Linked DNA regions of Rattus norvegicus: region 2 is linked to region 1. A link is a contact called in public Hi-C data. All regions are on one chromosome and are shown on one strand. Each heading gives the region's core, a stretch centred on a gene start, on an enhancer-like site or on the middle of the called end of the contact. The rest is flanking DNA. Distances are from core to core; before and after follow the strand shown. Region 1 has its middle 24 kb from the start of Pthlh. Region 2 has its middle 84 kb from the start of Far2.

The links. Hi-C and Micro-C count contacts between places; a contact is called where the count stands out from the background.
Region 2: a Hi-C map of the A7r5 cell line shows a contact between it and region 1, with 6 times the contacts expected there. The contact joins two enhancer-like sites. A contact is called at or near these places in 6 of 12 Hi-C or Micro-C datasets (the A7r5 cell line, Schwann cells, frontal cortex and 3 more).

What each region holds. Positions count from the first base shown.
Region 1 is chr4:181,905,303-181,908,235 of GRCr8, reverse strand. No RefSeq gene overlaps it. Among named protein-coding and RNA genes, the nearest start is that of Pthlh, 24 kb to the left of the region's middle. Within about 2 kb of position 1,460, at least 4 of the 93 cell types and tissues checked have an H3K27ac peak or open chromatin away from gene starts, as enhancers often do. A contact at or near this core is called in the A7r5 cell line, where this site is marked.
Region 2 is chr4:182,619,806-182,622,738 of GRCr8, reverse strand. No RefSeq gene overlaps it. Among named protein-coding and RNA genes, the nearest start is that of Far2, 84 kb to the left of the region's middle. Within about 2 kb of position 1,453, at least 3 of the 93 cell types and tissues checked have an H3K27ac peak or open chromatin away from gene starts, as enhancers often do. A contact at or near this core is called in the A7r5 cell line, where this site is marked.

The DNA.
Region 1 (2,933 bases), core at 211-2,710:
TGTCCTGGCCTTCGCCTTCCAGAACAGCTAAATTTGTTGTTGTGTGGCTCCTTTTGCCCTGGGTTCTTCCTCTCCTGGCTCTGAGCCTTTTCTCAGTTTCTTCCATATCTCTGGAACAACAGCCCAACCACAGCCTTCTCCTCTGAATCACACTCAAGGTCCAGCTGCTTCCAGACGTTTCTCCCTCCCATCTTCCAATCCATCACATCATCACCGACCCAGCCTTGTACCACAGGACAGCCTTGAAATGACTGGACTTATAAATACTGGGTGGCTACAGTTCAACTTCTAGCTTACGTCAATACTAAACGCCTAATCTCAGAATCAATCAATGTTAACTTTGAGAAAGAACCAAAAGAAATGGCCAATAGTTACTGAGTCAGCACTGCAGACTGTTAGGAGCAGTTCATTCAAGATTAATAGATTTACTCTCTGCCTTGTTTCTCCGGGAATCTGCGAGAGATCACAACAACACATCCTCAATGCAACTGAAAATGGCCAAGATCAAGAAAACCGTGGGCAGACTCACACAGCAATATGATGGAGAAAACTAGCATATGCATAATCCATTCACACAATGCCATGATCATTGAAGTTGAAATGTCCTTTGACTCCAATCAACTTGCCACTGTAATTATTAACCCCTATTTTTTTAACCTAATATCTGAAGTTACCCCGCCCTCTTGAAATGACATGAAAACTTACTGTATTTTCTGGAGTTCGGGCAGGATGACATGGATCAGTGTCTCTGTTCCCAAAAATGTCTTAACTGACACATGTTCCCAAAAGGCACAGCCTGGTGCAAAGTCCCTGTGTTCAGCTGGGGGAAATTCCTAAGGAATTCTGCAAAAAAAAATGACCTTGCTTTACTTTTTAAAACCCAGGACTTTCCAAACTAATTTAAGGTTTTTCTCCATTCTGTTCCCTGTCAACATGCCAAGGGACCTCTATCAGAATCCAAGCAGTGGACGATGCTTCTGCTCTGTAATCTTCTTATTCTAAGGAGGTGGCTCTGGGGTACAGACATCCGTTTATACATTTCTCTGCTTTTTAATGTGATTTATATGTTACCTAGATACAAAAACAAAACCCAACAACTCAGGGCCTCCCACATGTATGCAAGTGCTCCACCTCTGTGCTACATTGGCAACTCCCTTTTCACTTTTAAGTTTGAGACAGACTGGCAAAGTTATCCAGGCTGGCCTTGCCCTCTCTATTGTCCAGGTTACGTGCTGAAGGTTCAGTCATCCCACCTCAGCATCTGGGGCAGCTAGGCTTACAGGCAGAGTCCACCACGCCCAGTGTCTGAGAGATACATCTTAAGGTAATTTACTAAAACCATTTCAGTCATATTCTTAAATTGTAATTATTTGGCATGAAACAGAATGGCTTGGGCAAGCTTAAATCCATGACGGTCTAGAAGTGACCAGTAGGTGGCAGCACCGGAGTCGGCCAGTCTGGAAACACCCAACCAGGATAGATTTTCTGTGTGCTTTTGCCAGTGTGCACTAAGGCAGTTTAGAGAAGACAAAACCAAGGAAATGTTTAAGGGAGGATAAAGACTTCTCAAGTGCTTGTTCCCTGTAGTTTTTCCCACGTATTTTTACCGAGTTATAAGACATAAAATTTGTTTCTGATCCTTCCAACGCTGCTGTCAGGCAGACCTTTACAAGTGCTGGTGAGTTCTATCTTGCCTCCCTAAGGTTTCTCTGTGCCCCCAACAGTGCGATTCAATGGACTCTTCCAGCCTTCTGTTTTTCAACATCATCTCTCATTCGCATTCAAAAGCACTCCATTTGTATTGGTGTGATCTCCCTAAGCATTTTTAAATTAGTAACTGTAGTAAACTTGTAACACATTTTGTCCATGTACCCATTTCTAAGTATGCAACCGATTCTGCAGCTCGTGTTTCTGTGTAAAAATTCCAGACCAGGTAAATCTGGCCGCCCTCAAAATCTTCCAACAATCACACTTGCCCCTGAGCCTGGCAATCCCATTCCACTCTGTGTGACTCTGGTGACTCTTGGTTCCCCAAACATGCAGAGTCATGCAGCGTTTGTCTTTTGTGGCTGGCTCGCTTTATGTAATGTGCTCAGGTCCTCCAGGCTGTAGCAGTGTCAGGGTTTCCCTTCCATTTTAGGGATAAACATTGTATCCAATTGCTACATTTTGTTTATTCCCTCATCCATCAGTGAACATCTGTGTTGCTTCTCCCAGCTGTCTATGGTGACTAGTGCTGCTGTGAACCTGAGTATTCTTCCACCCTTTCAGTTACCCTGGAGACACATACACACACACACACACACACACACACACACACATTCTCATTTTTGTTTTCTTTCTGTTGCTGTGATAAAACGCTTCAGTCAAAAAAGCAACTCAGGAAAGAAAGGGATTATATTTCCAGATTACAGTTCACCATTGGGGGGAACCAAGACAGAAACTTTAAAAAGCTAGTCCCATCACATCCACAGTAAGGAATACAGAGAAACAAGTGCAAACATGCTTGCTTGCTTGCTTGCTTGCTTGCTTGCTTGCTTGCTTGCTTGCTTGCTTGCCTGCTTGAGCTCAGCTTTTTTTCTACTCTTACAGTTTGAGTCCCCCGACTAGAGACTGATACCACCCATGGTGGGCTGAGTCTTCCCGTATCAGCTGACATAATCAAGACAAACCCCCATAGACACACTCACAGGCCAACTCAATAAAGACAAGCCCTCACAGAAACTCTTTTCCAGATGATTCTAATATGTATCAGGTTGATTCATTACAGCTAACCATCTCAGCCTCATGGTGTCAAAGTCAGGTTTTTTGTTTTTGTTGTTGTTTGTCTGTCTGTTTGCAACCTCCGCACTCTTTTCCTTAGCAACCGTGCCATTTTCATTCCCACCAACACAGCACAAGGATTCTAGTGTCTCCAAGCCTTCATCAACTTT
Region 2 (2,933 bases), core at 204-2,703, 710 kb before region 1:
GAAAGTTGATTGCGAATTAGAACGGAAGTTTAAATTGGGGTTTCCCCACAATTCACATTTAAATAAGAATTTCATCACTGGAAAGTGAATCCCTCCGGCCCTACCATTCTGTAGGGTCTTGGGTTTTGATTTTTATCAGAAGGATACAGGAAAGAAGGATGTTCTTGAGGACCAATCTGGTGGCATCCAGGACCTACTAGTCAGCTGCTTCCTATCGCATGTGATTAACACCAAGAACCCAAACCAGAGAAGGTGAAAAGCTGGGCATTGACCTGACGAGTCTCATGTCAAGTTTAACTTAGAGTTGACCAGATTTGGTGCTTATTCACTCAGTGACCTTCAGCATTCCCACCAGTTGGCATAATCCTTTGCATTCTAGATGTGGAGGAATAGAGCCTGGGCAGACAAGGCACTGGCCTGTGCAAGTAAACACCAGTTCTTACTTGGAGCTTCTGGGTTTGTTGTATATGTCCTGGTCCCACTTTATTGTTAAGTTATTCCTATGTATTCTTCAGATATTGGTTCCATGGCCTCCTGTTCCTTCATACCAGAATCTAGGGCTGCCCAAGCCCCCTGTGTTACAGAGGATGCCTTGAAGAATGGGAATACTGCACACACCCTTGCTGTACTACATTGCTTAGGGAGGGGTGGTGGCAGTGTCACCTCTACGTTTCAGCACAGACGCTTAAAATTCAATTTCTGATCCTCTCATGTGAACACATGGAACTGGGTTTGACCATCTTCCTTGCCACTTTACTCCTGAACTGGGTTTAGATGTTTGCAGACCTTTGCCAAGAGTCTTGCTGGATTAAGACAGTGAAGTTTCCAAAATACCGTGTCTCTGAATAATGTGTGTGTGCATGCGTGTGTGCATGCGTGCATGTGTGCGCATATGTGCACATGTGTGTGCGCACATGTGCACATGTGTGTGCGCAGGTGTGTGCACACGCATGCACATTGATCCCAGAGGTCACTGTCCAGTGTCTTCTTAAATTGCTCTCCATTTTATTTTTTTTTCCTTTTTCTTTTTTTCGGAGCTGGGGACCGAACCCAGGGCCTTGTGCTTCCTAGGCAAGCGCTCTACCACTGAGCTAAATCCCCAACCCCCTCCATTTTATTTTTTAAGACAGGGTCTCTTACTGAACCTGGAGCTCAAACTGATTGTGTAGCCTGGCTGGCCAGCCAGTTCCAGGGATGTTTCTGCTCTGTCTCCCCTCAACCCCCATACTAGGATTACAGATGTGCTCCACTGAACTTGACTTTTTTCTCTCCCTCCCTCCCTCCCTCCCTCCCTCCCTCCCTCCCTCCCTCCCTCCCTTCTCTCTCTCTCTCTGTCCCCCCCCCCCCCCGTTTTCCTTTTTTAACATGAGGCCGAGGATCGGACTCAGTCTTCATATTTATGCTGAGTCATCCCCCCAGGCCCCATGGTGATTTAATGTTATGAACCACAAAAGCGAGAGACAAACCTTGAGGTCCAGGCTCAGGGGTCCAGTTATAATTCACACACTTACAGGCCAGAGAGTTATTTCCAGTCTAACAGAGAAATGAGAAGCACCGCTTGTCTACATGTCATGCTTCTAGGGACAGCAAGTTCCCAGCACCAATTTCCATAGCTCTTGGAAGCCCATGGTCTGACGTTGTACACATGACCTGGTTCTGCTTGGGTGGCAAGGGAAGCTAGCTGGATCCATTTCGTGTCTGAGCCACCTTCATGGCCAAGTGACAGGGTGGAAAGGCCCTTCAGACACTGCCCATCGTCCAACAGCTGTCTCTACTGTTTAAGTATTAATGGCTTAGCTCACTCACAGAGGAGAGAGGCAGGCAATGTCCAACAAGCATTGCCTGATCCTGGGTTCAGTTTGAGCTAATCGTCACTGTTTCTGGAACATACCTATGTGGGTTTTCTCAGTAAGTGCAGCCAGCAAGTCTGAACGCAGCCCTCCTATGCCGACCCACGCGGATCAGCTTGGACTCTCGCTCTGCGACATTGCATCATCTCAAGAGGGCTTTGGGGTGCCCCGCGCCAAGTAGAATTGGCTAAATGATTAACACATGCCTTTAGGAAAAAGCATGGACACTTCTCAGAGGAAGATGGGGCTGAAATCACTGTGGCTACCTCATCTTAAAACCTGAGAGGAATTAATCCCAGAAACCCTTCATTTCTCAATCATAAGTAAGGGTAAAAATTATAAGCAGGGGCCAGGATTCATGGGAGACCAGAGCCACAGAAGAATCTTTTGGGTCCAGGACCCAAGGCAGGAGGCAGTGAGCATTTTAAGTTTCACCCTGACAGATGAAGGTAAATGTAAGCTTTGAGCCCAAGATGTAAAACGGGACAGAATTGTTGCCAGTGAAAGAAAAGAAGGTAAATCCCAGGCATCCTTCATGCTTCCGTTAGGGGGCACTCTTGACTCACAGATCCCTAGGTGTGTTTATCACAGAGCCAGTTTTCTTCCGAGGCAGGTCTGCATGATAGGTGGTCTAAACTGGCAGACTCCGTGCCAAGCAAGGCACGCAAAGCCGAGGGGGGATAATGTGGCATTTCTTCCTGCTTTCACATCAACAGCACATACCCAAGGTTAAGAAAATCAACTTGGGACAAAACTGTGCTCCGGAGCCCCACGCCTCCACTCCCCCGATCCCCACCCGGACCCCAGACCTCGTGGACTGCACTGCCAGGGACTGCCTGAGCCTTCCCCACGGATTGATTGCTGGTTGATTATTCAGAGAGATTTTGTAAATGCAGCTAGGGAAAAGAATCCTCGATGATGGGGTGTTTCCTCTCGCTGGGCAGTCACCAGGGCCGCACAGAGGGAAGAAAGCCAACAGAAAGCCGCTCATCCTTTGTAACTCCAGTATACCCCAGTGCCAGGATGTCTCCCAGTCAGAGGCCAAGCTTCTGTGTGTATGTGCGAGTGGCGCTCTCACTGAGT